Regions from separate parts of the Mus musculus genome. Here regions 1, 2 and 3 are each linked to region 4. A link is a contact called in public Hi-C, HiCAR-type and promoter capture Hi-C data. All regions are on one chromosome and are shown on one strand. Each heading gives the region's core, a stretch centred on a gene start, on an enhancer-like site or on the middle of the called end of the contact. The rest is flanking DNA. Distances are from core to core; before and after follow the strand shown. Region 1 holds the start of C920006O11Rik (RIKEN cDNA C920006O11 gene). Region 2 holds the start of Slc17a5 (solute carrier family 17 (anion/sugar transporter), member 5). Region 3 has its middle 46 kb from the start of Eef1a1. Region 4 holds the start of Senp6 (SUMO/sentrin specific peptidase 6).

Region 1 (4,003 bases), core at 163-2,662, 1.9 Mb after region 4:
ATCTCAAGTTATTCATAGTGTAAAGTCTACAGACCTTGTTTAGAGCAGCACCGAGACACATTAGTAAAAACTCCGCATGAGACAGACTGCTTTGAGGATAAAGCCTTGCAGATTTTTTGGTGGGTGTGATAACCTTTACCCGTTGGAAATAAATACCAAATCGTGGCACTCCCATATGAAACTATGTTAGGAGGAAAGACTCCCACAAACCAAGAGGAGGCAGGAGACATACCAAGCACACCCTAAAGCTGCACACATCCGGGTAAGGGCTGCACACAGAGTTATGCAATGTTTTGTTTGCTTGTATCTGAAAATCTCCACAGGAAGCTGAAGAATAGAACAAAAGCAAAACTTGCACTCGCAGGCCAGGAAACAAGGCTTCCAACCGTGCAACGCAGGTACAGAAAATTCACCTAGAGGGTGTATAATCAATAAAACTGACAAAATTTACATTACTTCCCTTTGTCCTTATTACCTGTTATCCCTCGTAGAAACCAAGGGTAACTTAAAAGGGGTAATGAATCCCGTTAATTACATCTTAGTTCAAAGAAAAGTCCCTAACAGGAAGGATCTTATGGCTGACCCGGACCAGTAGTGATGCGAAGAGAAGGCGTATTGTCTGGCTAATTTGTGAAAATACGGTGGGCTGGGTACAGCTCCAGCGGCAGCTAATGCCCGTCTCACGAACTCCATGCGACCTCTACTGTTAGGACAGTGGAGCTTGTGCCTCGACGTCACGATGGCTTTCGGCCTTTCTGGAAAACAAACGAACCAAACTAAACCAAAAACCAAACAACAAACCGAACAAACAAAAAACCCGAACGCAGTACAGAGCGGTAAAGCAAAGTCCTATCTTCATCCCAATTTTCTGGACATAACTGAATGTTCAGGATTTGGGAGGAGTGTTTTATTATTGTTGTTGCGTTTTCCCTCGCGCATTAAAAAGATGCCACCATTTTAACACGTGAAAGAAAGGACAGAACCCTTAGCCTTGGTTTTCAGTGTGTCACTTTCACATTCCGATTCAGGGAAGCTGGGGGGCATTCGTTGTAAAGGTATTAGCCTAGCAGTGCACATTATAAAGTTCTTGGACTTTGAGAAACTCAGGATTTTCCAAATTTAGCTACAAAGGGCACGGGAAGCCAACGGAGGGCCGGGTGCATCACACTGTTCTAGGAATTAGCTTTTTACTCGCTTCGGTGTGTCACTTCGGCCACAGAGGGAGACAGACGATTACGGCCCACGGAAGGCCGCGTGAGTCTCGTGAAGCTGGAGATGCGCTGGGTCTACCTTTCGCCGTCCGCTCCGCCTTGGCAGAGGCGCCGACACGCACCGAAGGCAGAGAACCCATCTCGTATGGGACCGCACCGGACACGGGCGCCTGGGCCAGGAGCAGAGCCGGGCCGTAGAATAGACATGGCCGTCGGGGGCGGGGCTTCGGAAGGTTTAACCAATCCAAACTGTTGTATTTTGCATAGCCCCAAAGCATTTTGGTTAACAGTAAAAACATCCTAAATTTAAGTATTTTAATTTAAACTTAGAACGAAGCGAGTATAAAAAGGATTATTTAACCCTAAAACGGATTCAGGATTTGTTATAATATCAAGTACAGTCGGCTACATAAGGTCACCACATGTGTAAAGTTACAAAATTCTATGGCCTTATATACCTACCAAGAGCCTGCTTACTCTCGGATGTGAGGGCGATCTGGCTGCGACATCTGTCACCCCATTGATCGCCAGGGTTGATTCGGCTGATCTGGCTGGCTAGGCGGGTGTCCCCTTCCTCCCTCACCGCTCCATGTGCGTCCCTCCCGAAGCTGCGCGCTCGGTCGAAGAGGACGACCTTCCCCGAATAGAGGAGGACCGGTCTTCGGTCAAGGGTATACGAGTAGCTGCGCTCCCCTGCTAGAACCTCCAAACAAGCTCTCAAGGTCCATTGTAGGAGAACGTAGGGTAGTCAAGCTTCCAAGACTCCAGACACATCCAAATGAGGCGCTGCATGTGGCAGTCTGCCTTTCTTTTGTAGTTCCTGCAATTTAATTTTCGTTTAAAACTTTATTTTATTCTTTAACTTAAAAAAAATATATATTTTTATTTTTTTAATTGGGTATTTATTTCATTTACATTTCCAATGCTATCCTATCCCAAAAGTCCCCCACACGCTTTCCCACCCACTCCCACTTCTTGGCCCTGTCATTCCCCTGTACTGAGGCATATAAAGTTTGCACGACCAAAGGGCCTCTCTTTCCACTGATGGCCGACTATGCAGCTAGAGACAGGAAAAAAATTTTTTTTTAATTAAAAATTTTTTAAATCTTTAAAAATTCTGTTATGTTAATAGATGTAAATAGAGATGTAAATATGTTTAAAAGGTGTGTGTGTGAGAGAGAGAGAGAGAATATGAGTTCAGGTGAAGGTTCCAAGCAGTCGTAACAAAGATTCTGTCTGGGAACAGTTCTACCCCACCTCTCTCTTTCTTCCTTCCTTCCTTCCTTCCTTCCTTCCTTCCTTCCTTCCTTCTTCCTTCCTCTCTCTCTCTCTCTCTCTCTCTCTTGTTTTAAACATTTATTTAGTTACTTGTTTGTTTGTTTCAGGTTTCCTCTGTGTGGCCCTAGCTGTTCAGGGACTTTCTCTGTAGACCAGGGTAGCATTGAATTTAGAGATCTGCCTGCCTCCCAAACTCTGGAAATAAGAGCATGAGCCTATTTACCAGTCCCTGCTTAAATTTATTTATTTAAAAAAATGTTATTAGGACAAATGCTATTACACTCGAAAAGGCAAACACCCAGGACAGGTAGGCTGTAACTTTAAGCTGCTGAAGGAGGAAAATGGAGAAGGTAATGAGCAAAGTCATCCCATTTAGTCTAGCACGGATAAGTGGCTTCATGGTGGGAGAGGGAACTTTAGAGAAAGAGTAAGAAGACCCAAAATGCTGGGGAAGCCCAAGCATTATGGAAGCATGCTTAGATTAGAAAAGAGAGAAGAAATCACACTTTTCTGTATAATTTAGAAAAGCAGGCAGATTGGTGACCCTGTAGACTGACATTCTGAAAATGAAAAGACAATGTCTCATTGTAAGGCTAATTGTTCTGCCTCATTAGCATGAATTACAGTAAACTCCCTAGAGTGGTTCTTTCACTGAGTGATTGACTTGGCCCAACTAGCTCATCAGGTTCTATTCTCTTGACCAGAAGGAATTTTATCTTAATACACGTTTATTACTACACACTAATATCCATCCCCCTCAAAAGGTAACCCTAACTAAAAATCAGGGATTAGCACCCTCATTAACACTTCTGGCAAGGACAAGGCTGTCAAGAGGCCCCGATATCATTTTTAGTTTTTAGTTTTTATTGCATTTTAACATTTTTATTTATATATGCACCACATGTGTATCTGATGCCGGAGGAGCTGAGAAGAGTGTGTTGGATCTCCTGAAACTGGGAGTTCCTGATGGTTGTGAACCACCAAAGGGTTGCCAAGAACACAGAACTCTGGTCCTCTCTAAGTGTAACAAGTGCTCTAAACCACTCAGCTGTCTCCCCAGTCTTTCATTTCTGGCTCTTAGCCAAGAAAAAAAAATGGTTATTTTTCTTGGGGTCTTATTACCCTAAGCTGCCTAGTTAGTTTCTACCTCTTGTTCTTGTCAGGGGCGACCTTAAATGCCATCAGGAATTGGGGTGATGAGTGACCTTGTTTCTCCCAAGTGATTGGGAACACTGGGTGTGACAGTGGGGTACCCCTAAAGTACATCAGTGTTTTTTGCTTGTATAATTCTGAAGTATAGGGAAGAATGGGTGTCAGGAAAAAGACATGGGGGAGAAGTAAGTAAGAGTGTGTTGTCTGCATTATGAGTTCTAGAAAAGGCATCAGGAGAAGTCAGAACAGAGGATGTTTTTAAAATGTCCAAGTCAAAATCCACTGGAACTCAGGATGTTTTTTGGCCCTGGGTTGGCTCTTGGAATGACCAGAATCAAGGTGAGGTCCCTTCCAGATAGCTT
Region 2 (4,018 bases), core at 298-2,797, 1.5 Mb after region 4:
GTCCCCACAAAGCCAGCCTTCCTATCCTACCTCGAACTCTGCGTACTGACTTTGCAACTTTTCTGTAACCTGAACCTTCTCAGGTAATAAGTGTACTTAAACATGGTGCTGCTGATTTCAAACTCCCCAAGGCTGTTGGAATCTGATTCCCTATGTTGGAAGATTCCCTTGGCTGTCCCTGCCAAAAAGGATGATCTTAGCAATAAAGGAGAGGAGATACAGTGTTGAACAAACCTATTGGCTCACACAGGATAGCAGAGGTGCAGAAAGATGAGAACCCCGAGGCTAATGAAATCTGAAGCCGTCTGTTGGAGGAGTTCAGGGGTGGGGGGGTGGGTACAAGGGGATGAGTTAGGGAAGCTGGGTTTGTTTGTTTGTTTGTTTTTGTTTTTTTGAGACAGGGTTTCTCTGTGTAGCCCTGGCTGTCCTAGAACTCACTCTGTAGACCAGGCTGGCCTCGAACTCAGAAATCTGCCTGCCTCTGCCTCCCGAGTGCTGGGATTAAAGGTGTCGCCACCACGCCCGGCTTGAAGCTGATCTTTTTGTTCTAATCAAACCTTCAAACAAATTGAAATCCACTCACATGGAGGACAAGCAAACTGACACATCAAATTAACCACACCAGAAGTGCTGTTTGTACATACATTTTATAAGAATTTGCCAGGCGGGTATGCACAAACTCAAGGGCTTTATCTCTACAGCTGTCTTTTTGAAAACTTGCCCATCAGCATTTACTGGCCCAAGAGTTAGGGATATCTTTAGTAAATCTCAGTCAGCCCTTCTTCTAGACAGGGGCCTCACCTGACTTTCTGAGCCTCTGCTCTTCCTTGGTCTGCGTGGAAATCTCTAAGGGCGTCTACCACATCTGTCTTTTCCATCGGTCTGCAGATATGGCTTTTATTACTCAGAGGCCCGATGGCCCCACCAAGGCTGACTGAAGCATTTTCCTAGTTCCTCTTTCTTAGAGTCAGCAGTAGGGAAAATCTGTCCAAATTAGATTTACAGAGAAAACTCCCCCACGCTCATACATCACGTGGCCTGCCCGCTGGGGATGTAGGTCAATGGTATGTATCAGCGTTAGTCTAATATGTGTGAGGCCCTGGGTACAATCAACAGTATCTTCCTAAAGAGAAAAGGCAGCTGCCTACATTGGGGTTCACCTCTGAAACAGTCAATTTCGTCGGACAAAACATGATTTCCTTTGCTACTTTTCAAAAGCCATATGCTGTCACAAAACGGACAAAGACTGAAAACTATTATAGACATTTAGAAGGCAAATAGTCCCTGCCCATTTCCCTAGCTCCCTATCACTGCGAGATGCAAACCCCATCGCCGCCTTCAGGCTGTCCAATGCCCGGGCTTTTACTAGTGTAACAGAGTCCTGGGCTCCCTACCGCTGGTGACACACATCTTGCACAGCGCAAACGCCACGCCCAACCCAACCCTGCCCACAGCGGGAAATTGCCCGAAACTAAAATGGCGCCTTAGGAACAGGCAACCAGATATGGGCGTGTCCTGGGGCGGGGCAATATCCTGCCCCGCCCAGCCAGCACGGCGAAGGGCTGTCCTGCCGAGAGCTAGGTTGGCCAAGCAACGACGCCGGCACATCTGCTCTCCAGGCGTTATGAGGCCCCTGCTTCGGGGTCCGGCGGGAAACGACGATGAGGAGAGCTCGGACAGCACCCCGCTCCTGCCGGGCGCCCGGCAGACCGAAGCGGGTGAGCTGCGGGACCACCGAGTGATTGCTAGTGGCAGCGTTCCTGGCGGGCGGGTGGTTCCCGGCCGTGGGCGCCTTGAAGGAGTGGCTGCGGGGTCGGGGGGACAGGTAGCCGCTGTAGTGCTGTGGGTCGGGACGGAGGTGCCTGTGGCGCTGGCGGGACTGAAGCAATTCAGGGTCGGAGGGGTACCCGATCCGAGTCAATAAGCAAAGGGGCCAAAGTGCTTCTTGCTCCCCTCCAGCGGCCGCCAGGTTTCCGCTTATGCCGGCCTGTAAACATGTGATCTGGTAGCGCCTTGTTGGGGAGGAGAGACAAAAACAAAACAACAACAAAGAAGAGTTAACAGCTGTTGAGTGTGCGGGGGACAGTTGCATAATCCCGCGAATATCTTGTGCTGTAAGACACCAAAATATTGCAGACATTTCTATTTTTTCCTTGTCTATCAGACTGCAATTTAAGTTAGGAAACAGGTTATTCTCAAGATAAGATATCTTTAGCACTCTAAGACAATATGCCGTACTAGAGGTCTTGCAGGTGCTACTTCAAAAAGCATCTTCATTGCGGGGGGGGGGGGGGGGGGCGCATGTTGCACAGAGGTATAGTCCTTGCCTGACAAGGTTCTAGTCTCCATACCCACCATCCCCCAAAACACAAGTATGTGTCTTCACTGGATTTCGCTACACTTTTGTAATGTAGCTTCCTGAAGCTACAGAAAACTAAAGGACAAATCGGCTTGGACACATTCAAGGATATAGGTGTGAGAAAGAATTGAACTGGAAATTTGCCTTTGTTGGCCCGGAACAGTCTTCTGTCGGTATGTCTTTTGTTGACATTACCAAAGAATTCTTTCGTAACTGTTTTAACCATCCTTCCCACTTGTGTGGGTAACTACCCTACTTTCTGACTTTATTCAGACTACTTCTGTTGGCTTTTGGGTGATCTGTTTTGGTTTTGTTTTTATTTTTAGAATAGTTTGTTAGGGAACTGGAAAGATGGCTCAGCAGTTAGAGCACTGGTTGCTCTTCCAGGGGACGAGGGTTCAGTTCCCAGCACCCACATGGAAGCTTACAACCATCCATAACTCCAGCTCAAGAGAGCCAACACCCTCCCTACTCAGACACACCTGTGGTACACAGACATACATACAGGCAAACATTCGTACATAGAACAGATTTTTTTTTTAAAATCTAAAATAGAATGTTTTATTTTGAAAAGTGTAAGGCATCAGTAGGTCAAACCTAGGACTTGCATTTTTTTGGTTGGTTGCTTGGTTTTCTTTGAGACAGGGTCTCATGTAGCCCCAGCTGGCCTCTATTTTGTAGCTGCAGGTGACTTAGTTCTCCTGACCTTCCTGCCTCCACCTCCTGAATGCGTGGTAAGCAAGCATTCTGTCCACTGATTCACACCTCCTGCCCCCTTGGCTTCCCTCTTGGGTTAGAATCGAAGTTTGACACTTTGCCACTGCTCTGGATTCCCTGTCCCTGTCCTCCGTCATCACATCCTCCTTGGTGCCACAGACACGTGGCACCGGAAGTTGCACGCAAGGCCGATTGCTCCGCCAGTTTGGTAGGGATATCTACCTTCCCGGCCGTCCTGTCTGTTCCACTAGGAGCCTCGTGCCCCACAAAGCTTAATTTCCCACAAATGAGAAATACACTTCTTAACACGTGAGCTCGATCTCCAGGATCCAGAGAAGGCAGTGATAGCAATTCAGTTCCTGAAGTTTCTGTGTGCTGAGTAGTGTTCTGTGTACTTTGCGGTTCATCTTCATCGTTCTGTAACAGGAGCTCAATACAGTAAGCGCTCGACGGTAATGTGAACTATTTGTTAGTAAACCAGCTCGGGGGAAGGAAGGTCCTATGTTCTCCCTGTGCCTCTCTCACATCCCTACTTCTGCAGGCCCTGGTCCTGCTTTTGCTAGAATGGCTGTGCTCACACCCACCCCACCCCCGCAGCTACCTGGCAACTTCTGCCCGTTGAGGAAGCCTCTGTTAAATATCCCTCTTCCAAAAAAGACCTTTCCTGGCTCGTCTCCCGAGATTCTCAGGCCTCCTTTCTCCCTTACATAGGTACGTAGCACTTTATTTGATTAGAAATGCTTTCTCAGAGCCAGCCAATGATGGCACTCGCCTCTCATCCCAGAACTTGGAAAGCAGAGGCAGGCGGATTGCTGAGTTCAGGACCAGCCTGGCCTAGAGCAAGAGTTCCAGGATAGACAAGGCTACACAGAGAGACCCTGTCTTGAACCCCCTCCCCCAAGCAAACAAACAAACAAACAAACAGAAAGTGCTTTCTCAGGT
Region 3 (3,609 bases), core at 913-3,412, 1.5 Mb after region 4:
AGCTTTCTGATTTTATTCCCTCTGAGTTCATATTTTACAAGGCATATGAATTATTTTGGTAATTAAAAAAAAAATGTGCCGGGCAGTGGTGGCACACGCCTTTAATCCCAGCACTCGGGAGGCAGAGGCAGGCGGATTTCTGAGTTTGAGGCCAGCCTGGTCTACAAAGTGAGTTCCAGGACAGCCAGGGCTATACAGAGAAACCCTGTCTCGAAAAACCAAAAAAGAAAAAGTCTCAAAAAACAAAATTAATGTTATTAGTGTTATTTTTTATAATGACTACTGAGATTTAACTCACATCCCACCCAACTCACCTTTTGAAAGTGTATAGCTAAAATCGGGGTTGTGGCTCAGGGCAGAATGTTTATCAGGCACGTGGAAGGCACTGTCTGGCGGCACGAGCCCAGCACCGCACACAGTGCAGAATTCAGTGGCTTTTCTTACCCTGTCCTGCCATTTTGCTTTATCCACTTATCCCTGGGGGGACTTAGGGTTCTCTAGTTCGAGGACGTTGTTAATAAAGCTGGTGTGAGTTGCTAAGAGACAATTCAGTAGATAAAGATGCTTGCTGAAGCCGGGCGTGGTGGTGCACGCCTTTAATCCCAGCACTCGGGACGCAGAGGCAGGCGGATTTCTGAGTTCGAGGACAGCCTGGTCTACAAAGTGAGTTCCAGGGACAGCCAGGGCTACACAGAAAAAACCTGTCTCGAAAAACAAAAAAAAAAAAAAAAAAAGATGCTTGCTGAAAAGCCTGAGTTCCATCCCAGGCACCACGAGAGGAGGGACTCTCATCACACACACACACTACGTAATTTAGAAATGATTTTTTTTAATAATGCTGATAAGTACACTCATGTGTAGACATTCTGTATTCCCAAAACAAAAACTATTAAGACAGACCAAACAAAACGTTAAAAGCATTTGTGAATAGTGAAGGAGGGATTAGGTTTTCTCTTCTAAATTTTCATTTTATCTTGTTGAGACTGGGTCTCCTACATCCAAGGCTGCCCTTCAGTCCCTGACCTTGCTGCTTCCACCTCACAAAAGCCAAGACCTCAGGCCTGTGCCACCAGAACTCCTTTATTTAACTAGAATGTTTGGAAATTAAAAAGAAAAATCAATCATGGGGGGGGGGGGCGGGGGGAGGACCGTCAGGGTCAATCTGGAACTGACTAAAGGCTAAGAAAGCCAAAGCAGGCCTCTCTGGCGCTGGGCTTTAAGTGCCTGCACCCTCGGGCATCGCCGGTTTGGCTAGGCTGTAAAGTGGCACTGTGGGACAAAGTGGCACTTGTTGATATTCACGGCAGCCACGGGCCTTGCCAAATGGCTGATTTACTTTGCCTGGAGTTTGTCCCTCAGCTCTGCCTCTTCCTACACTCTCTTACCCCAGTATAAAGCCCTTCTTTTTTAATGTTTTTTTTTTTCTAATAACCACATTTTTCTATTTTGAAACAGTTTCAGGAAATCCAAACTGGCCTCAAACTGACTCTGTAATGAGGGCTGGCCTGGATCCCCCTGCCTCCACCTGGCGGCAAGTGCTGGGATTGCAAGCATGCCACACCACGCCCAGACAGTCATTCATTCACGCATTCGTTATTTATTTACTTATTTTAATAATTTAAGTCCGTGTGTGAAGGTCAGAAGACAGCTTATTGAAACCGGTTTTCGGTTTCCGCCTTCCCAAGGGACTGAACCCAGGTCTTCAGGCTTGATAGAAGCTCCTTTACCCTTGGAGCCACCGAGCCTGTCCAAAGATTTTTAAGAGAACTATTTTTAAAACACACAAACGCTCTTCTCTTCTGACGCTTGGGACTTACGACAGGTTCCATGCCGCACTCACCTTCCGCGTGAATTTTTTGACACCCCCCCCCCGGCCCCCCAGAAACTCGGATTTGCCCCACGGCAGCGGGCGTTTCCCCTGGGGGAGGAGCAAGAAGAGCTTACAGCACTCGGGAAGCACGAGTTTGACTCATGCCTTAGCGGACTCAGGAAACCCGATTAGCAAAACCTAGATTTCTTTGTCTGGAGAAAGGAGATGACTCACAGAAACCACGTGCAAAAGAAAGGCATTTAAAAGGGCTCGATGGAAAGTCACTGCGGGCTGGGGAGCCCCTGGCGTCACCCGCCCGCGCTCCCGCCTCTGGCCGCTGGAGGCAGCAGGGTCACGAGGCAAAAAGACTTTCCTGACCCTTGCTTCTCAGTTTTTGTTCTAAAAGGCAATGTTAGCTCCTAACCGCAATTCTGGCCAAGTGTGGTGACTTTGAAACCAAACCTGGAGCCACAATGTTGTTAAAGAGCCACGTTGTTATTAAGTCTCCATACCTTACAAGAATAAATTTGTTTCCTAAGCCTAATAATGTATTCTACAAACCATGTTTTTCAACCTGTGCTTAACTTGTAACCCCATGATGTATATACCCTTTGTAAATCCCTTTGCCTTGCTAAACCCCTGAATCTGTAAGCTATGATTGCCCTTTTGCCTTACGGAAATGTTTTTCCAGATACCTTGATGAGTGCCCTTCCACACCCCACAGACTGCCTTAGGTCCTGAGTAGCCCCTCTCCTCCACCACCATGTCCCCACCCCAACTTCTATGTCCAGGGGCTAACAGCCAATTATCTCAACAGCTCTTCTCTATCAACCCTAACCCTTCCACATATAAGAGACCTCAAAAGCCAGTGAGGGGATGTTCTGAGACCCGAACTTAGGGAAAGTGCACAGTCTAAACACAGCTTGCTTTAATCAGACAGTCGTCGAAATAGTTTTTTTCTCCGGTCTAAGGTTGACCCACATTTTAAACCCCAACACTAGGAAGGCACAAAGGGCCATTTCTGTGGATTCCAGGCCAGCCTTGTGTACATAGCAAATTACAGCCCAGGCTACATAGACCCTGTCTCGAAACAATATTGCCTTTAATCCCAACTCTAAGATCAGGTGTTGAAAGTCATCCTCAACTACATAGTGAGTTTGAGACCAAAACTGCAGGGCCCCATACACAGAATAGGAGCCTGGCATGGTTACATATGTCTACAATACCCAAGTGTAAACAGGTGAAGTTAGAAGACTGCAAATTTGTGGCTAGCCTGGACTACAAATAGAAACCACGTCTCAAAATGGAACAAAATCAAGAACTCCACCTCTGAAACCTTTGGCCCCATTCCCACTATAGCTGAAGGCCAGCATGGATCTCAGTACAGAACTGGCTTTTCTGCCAAGAACAGGGACTTCAGAAAGAAGTTGGCTGAGGCCTGGAAGTTAGAAGGTGGTTCCTTAAAAATGCAGTCAGTTGTTTAATAGAGAATTTGCTGTCTTTGGGATTTCTCCTGCAGAACTTTCGAGGAGTAGAGAAGCTTCAGCCAATATTGAGAAAGCCAATAGAAGTCAGACATGGTGGATGGACCATTCCTGCAATCCTAGCACTTGGGGTGTAGAGAAAGGTGTGCTAGCTCAGAATCAGCTAGGACTACAGTCTTAGGCCAGCCTTGGTAGATAGCAAGACCCAGGCTCAAAAAGAACTAATTTAGCTCACGGCTTTAATTGCAGCCCCTGGAGGCAGAGGTAGGCAGATCTCCTTGAGTTCAAGGCCAGTCTGGTCTACAGCTGGAGCTC
Region 4 (4,079 bases), core at 1,042-3,541:
ATGAACATCAGAAAACCATCTGGTGAATTTCCAATTTCCAAACAAAAACACAGGCGCTTAAGCACCGGCTACCTGCGAGCTACTACTCCTCTCTCCGCCTGTTGGCAGGGGTTCCCTACCACGGTCAAATTAGTATGGAGGTAATATGAAATGAAGTCATGAGAACATACTAGCTTTCCTTATCATAGAGGACAACCATTCCCCACGTCTTACATAAAGTCCGGTCTGCAAAGTAAAGAAAGCTGCTCCCCCCCCCCCCCCACTTCCCTATTCTCAAGTACAAAGAATAAAGAAAATTACTTTTCCTCTTAGTCTCCATTCACAACCCACTCGGTCAAGGAGTAAACAAGGCATAGCCTCCCTCCCGTTACCACTAAGAGTCTTTCTTAATTTTTTGGTTTTTTTTTTTTTTTTTTTGGTTTTTTTAGTTTTTTTTGTTTTTCGAGACAGGGTTTCTCTGTGGAGCCCTTGGCTGTCCTGGAACTCACTCTGTAGACCAGGCTGACCTCGAACTCAAAAATCCGCCTGCCTCTGCCCCCCGAGTGCTGGGATTAAAGGCGTGAGCCACCAACGCCCGGCAAGTCTTTCTTAATTTTAAACTACATTTTCTTAATTCTGTAATATTTCTAAATCATATCTTAAAGCATGGCCTGGATATATTTCATCTAGAAAACAAAATCCTGCAATTACCCCCAAAGAGTAAATATACTTAACAATTACTGAACGCGGACTTATTTTCCTAAACATATTTACAAATCCGATTACCAGGAAATTTAAAGTCGAATGAACGTTTACGTTCCCGGTTCACAACTGCAACTAAATGTACCTGTATTATGGAAGTCCCTTTACAGCCATAGGCAAAAACCAGTATCGTTATCCATTTACCACCACACCAAACCAAAATAGACCTTTTAAGCCGGCTTGGTCCACCAACTGAAATAGTTAACTCTGCTTCACAAGCGACTAAAAATGGGAACACACCCTAACTCTTTTACCTTCCCCGGCTGTCTCCAAACCGACACTTGGAAGCTCATTCTCTCTCTTTTTTTTTTTTTCCACCTCCCATACCTGCTTTACAAAGTATAAACAACCAAACACATCTCACCGGAGTTCGGGGCACCGCCGGGTCTAACCTGCACCCCGAGGGCAGCGGCTAGCCTGGGAGCTTTTAACCACAGGGCAGTGTTAACCACCACCTCTCCCCCTGCCTCCTTGGATCGGCCAGTTTCAACCAAGCTTAGGTCTGAAACTTTCCACGAACGCTTAAGAAAGACGCGGACGAAGTCTGCTCCTCACCCACTAGGCACCCATCGAGAATATGGAGGTGGGAGCGAGCCCAAGCCTTCGGCGCGCCCCTCGCAGGCCGCCCTGGGCCTCGGCTCGCTGCGCTACCACCGCGCCGCCTCGCGCCGGCCTGCCCGAGCCTTGGCCCGGGCGGACCCGAAGTCGGCGCGCCTGCAGCGCGTTCCCAGCGGGCCATCGGCCGTCCGGGCCCCCGTGGCCCCCGCGGCCCCAAGCCCACCCGGAGCAGAGAGCTGAGTATCACGGCCCGGGGGTGGGAGACACCCCGGTGTCGGCGAATTTCGCCCCCGACTCTCCCCCGAGGGAGACCCGAGCGTACCTTTCAGGAAAAGAGCCCCAGCGCTGCCACCGCTCTTGCCCGCCGCCATCTTCCTCCTTCCACGCCGCCTCCTTCTTACTCCATGGCCGACACCGGCGCGGTGCTGGCGGGGAATGGGGGCCGCGCGTCGGGAGGGTAGCAGCCGCAGGGTGGCGGGCCTCGGGCTCGACCTCCGCGAGGGGCGCTCCCCGCCGGCCGGGCCCCCCACACAAAAGCGGGCCTGACGGGAGGCGGCGAGGCCCACGGCCTGGGCTGCTTCTCCTCAGGCGCCTACCGGGGACCGTGAGCGGCGGCGGCGGCGCTTCCCGGGCCCGGCTCCCCTCGGCACACGACTCCCCATCCACCGGGCCGCGCCGGCCTCTGAGGAGCTCCCTCCGCTCCCCTCCGCCCCGCTCCGCCGCTGGCTCCGGAGGACGGAGAACGGAGCGAACGCTCACACGCCTTCTACGTCCCGGGCCGTAAAATGGCCGCAGCGGCTTGAGCCGAGCGAGGGCTCCGCGACCGTGAGGCGCCCGCGACCCCTCGCTGCTCCAGCAGTGGCCGCCGCCGCCCGCCCACCCCGCCCAGGCGTCAGAGCATCAGCCCAGGCCTCGGCGACTGTCCATGTGGACGGGGGTGGGTCTCCGCCACCGCCGCGCGTCGGTCGCCACAGCAGCCCCGCCGCCGCTCCTCCCCCACCGGCCTCCGGGCCCGCCCCGCCGCCGCCGCCGCCCCAGAGCCTCTCTCTCCCTTCGGGTCCCTGCTCGCCCCCCTCCGGGCTCGGCCGAACCCGAGCCGGGGGCTGTCGTCCTGCCGGCCTGGGGTGGCCTTGTCTGGCCGGCCTTGGCGAGGGACGAACAAAAACCCCTTCCTCGGAAGGCCCCCATGGCAGAGCCGGCCTGCGAGCGCTTGCCAGCCTGCCGGCCAGGTATTCTATTTGGTCGAGTCGCACCACAAATTCTAAAGAAACGCTCCAAGTTCTTGTCTGACCCTGAATTTAAAACGTGCCATGGGAAGGAAAAAAAAAAAAAATGAAGCCAGGTAATTGGAAAATAAAATTGTGTTCACATCCATCTTCCAAACAATGCATATATGATATGATTGAGCCAGTACACTTTGTGTGTGTGTGTGTGTGTGTGTGTGTGTGTGTGTGTGTGTGAGAGAGAGGGGGGGGGGGGAGAGAACACAGTAGACTATGATACAATTTGAGGGGCTTTTTTTTTTCTTCTTTTTTCTTACAAACCCCATGTAGTGGTGTAGGTTTTTCCCAGTCCATAAAGGGATAGAGACAGGTGGATCTCTCTGTCAGATGGAGGCCAGCCTGGTCTACAAAGGAAGAGCCTGTCTTCAAAAACAACAACAACAACAACAAATCCATGAAAAATGCAGAAAATGAAAAAAAAAAGTTACAGAAATTCAAGCCCCTTAGCTGTGTGGTCAGCTAATAAACATTTTTTTCTTTCCTTTCCTTCCTTCCTTCCTTTCTTTCTTTCTTTCTTTCTTTCTTTTTTTTTCTGGTTTTTTCAAGACAGGGTTCCTCTGTGTAGCCCTGGCTGTCCTGGAACTCAGAAACCCGCCTGCCTCTGCCTCCCAAATTCTGGGATTAAAGGTGAGCTAGCGCTACCACTGCCCGGCTACATTTTTTCTTTAAAAAAAAAAAAAAAAGTGGGTGGGGTTGGGGGGAGGGTGTTTTGCCTGCATTTAGGGTGGGAAAGCTGCTTCTTGTAGTTACTTCAGAGGCCGGAAGAGGGTACCCAGGCTAACCAAACTGCTGAATCCATTTCTCCAGCCCTTTGAGTGAAAAAGTGAAACATAAAAAACAAAAGATTCTAGGCCTTTAGGCCCAGGCTTGAGAATGTGACCTTTGTGACTCAATGCTCCATGGTATGCTAATCATAAAACAAATAGCGGCATTCCTCCAGCAACCTGCTTCCTGGGTTCAGGGCATGTTTGTTCAAAGAAAGTCACCCTGACCCACCCTGACCATTGCTGGAACCCTCTATGCAAATATGCTATTGTTAGAGGCTCCTAGAAAACTGTCTTGACTTTCCACTTAACTGGTATTTTTGGTATTTTCCAACAAAGCCCTCCCCACCCCCTTGAGTTATGGTTTCTTCCTTTAAATACCCCCTTACCCAGCTACTCTGGGCACCACGGTCCTCTACCCCTTCGTGGTGTAAGACTGTGGGCCCAAGAGTGCTCTTGAAATAAAAGTCCTTTTGCAGTTTGCATCAAGACCATTTCTCGTGAGTGATTTGGGGTATCACCTCTCCTGAGTCCAAACGTGGGGGAGTCCTCACGTTGTGGGTCTTTCATTTAGTGCATTGGCCGGGAATCGCGACCACCCCTCACACCCAGAACCGACTTGGAGGTATAGGGATCCCCCCTGGAATGTGTGTGTGCCGGCCGGTGTCTCTATTCTGAGTGTCTGTTTTCTGTTTTCTGAAACAAACGTGCACTTGTTGTGTTGGTTTGTTTG

The links. A called contact is a pair of places that touch in the nucleus more often than the background predicts. HiCAR-type assays count read pairs that join an accessible place to other places. Capture Hi-C pulls out chosen DNA fragments and counts their contacts.
Region 1: a contact with region 4 is called in a Hi-C map of muscle stem cells, with 8 times the contacts expected there. The contact joins the promoter of C920006O11Rik here to the promoter of Senp6 in region 4. A contact is called at or near these places in 1 of 39 promoter capture datasets (cranial neural crest), 1 of 484 Hi-C or Micro-C datasets (muscle stem cells) and 1 of 115 datasets of contacts at active chromatin or transcription factors (astrocytes).
Region 2: a promoter capture Hi-C map of liver shows a contact between it and region 4, with 4 times the contacts expected there. The contact joins the promoter of Slc17a5 here to the promoter of Senp6 in region 4. A contact is called at or near these places in 6 of 39 promoter capture datasets (cranial neural crest, erythroid cells, frontonasal cranial neural crest and 3 more), 1 of 484 Hi-C or Micro-C datasets (B cells), 6 of 115 datasets of contacts at active chromatin or transcription factors (embryonic stem cells, epiblast stem cells, extraembryonic endoderm stem cells and 2 more) and 2 of 9 other capture datasets (embryonic stem cells and liver).
Region 3: a HiCAR-type map of astrocytes shows a contact between it and region 4, with 4 times the contacts expected there. The contact joins the enhancer-like site here to the promoter of Senp6 in region 4. A contact is called at or near these places in 2 of 39 promoter capture datasets (cranial neural crest and liver), 1 of 484 Hi-C or Micro-C datasets (embryonic stem cells), 2 of 115 datasets of contacts at active chromatin or transcription factors (astrocytes and pancreatic cancer cells) and 1 of 9 other capture datasets (adipose tissue).

Annotation. Positions count from the first base shown.
Region 1 is chr9:78,173,323-78,177,325 of GRCm38.p6, reverse strand. C920006O11Rik (RIKEN cDNA C920006O11 gene) reads right to left here and starts at 1,412. Exons shown (of 4, transcript NR_040401.1): 1 at 1,291-1,412; 2 at 584-755; 3 at 233-327. It overlaps Rn7sk (RNA, 7SK, nuclear), which reads left to right and starts at 1,693; the gene lies at 1,693-2,024.
Region 2 is chr9:78,585,574-78,589,591 of GRCm38.p6, reverse strand. Slc17a5 (solute carrier family 17 (anion/sugar transporter), member 5) reads left to right here and starts at 1,547. Exons shown (of 11, transcript NM_172773.3): 1 at 1,547-1,718. The coding sequence starts at 1,625.
Region 3 is chr9:78,525,959-78,529,567 of GRCm38.p6, reverse strand. No RefSeq gene overlaps it. Among named protein-coding and RNA genes, the nearest start is that of Eef1a1, 46 kb to the right of the region's middle. Within about 2 kb of position 2,162, at least 404 of the 459 cell types and tissues checked have an H3K27ac peak or open chromatin away from gene starts, as enhancers often do. A contact at or near this core is called in adipose tissue, astrocytes, embryonic stem cells and 2 more, where this site is marked.
Region 4 is chr9:80,065,115-80,069,193 of GRCm38.p6, reverse strand. Senp6 (SUMO/sentrin specific peptidase 6) reads right to left here and starts at 2,291. Exons shown (of 24, transcript NM_001311110.1): 1 at 1,622-2,291. The coding sequence starts at 1,670.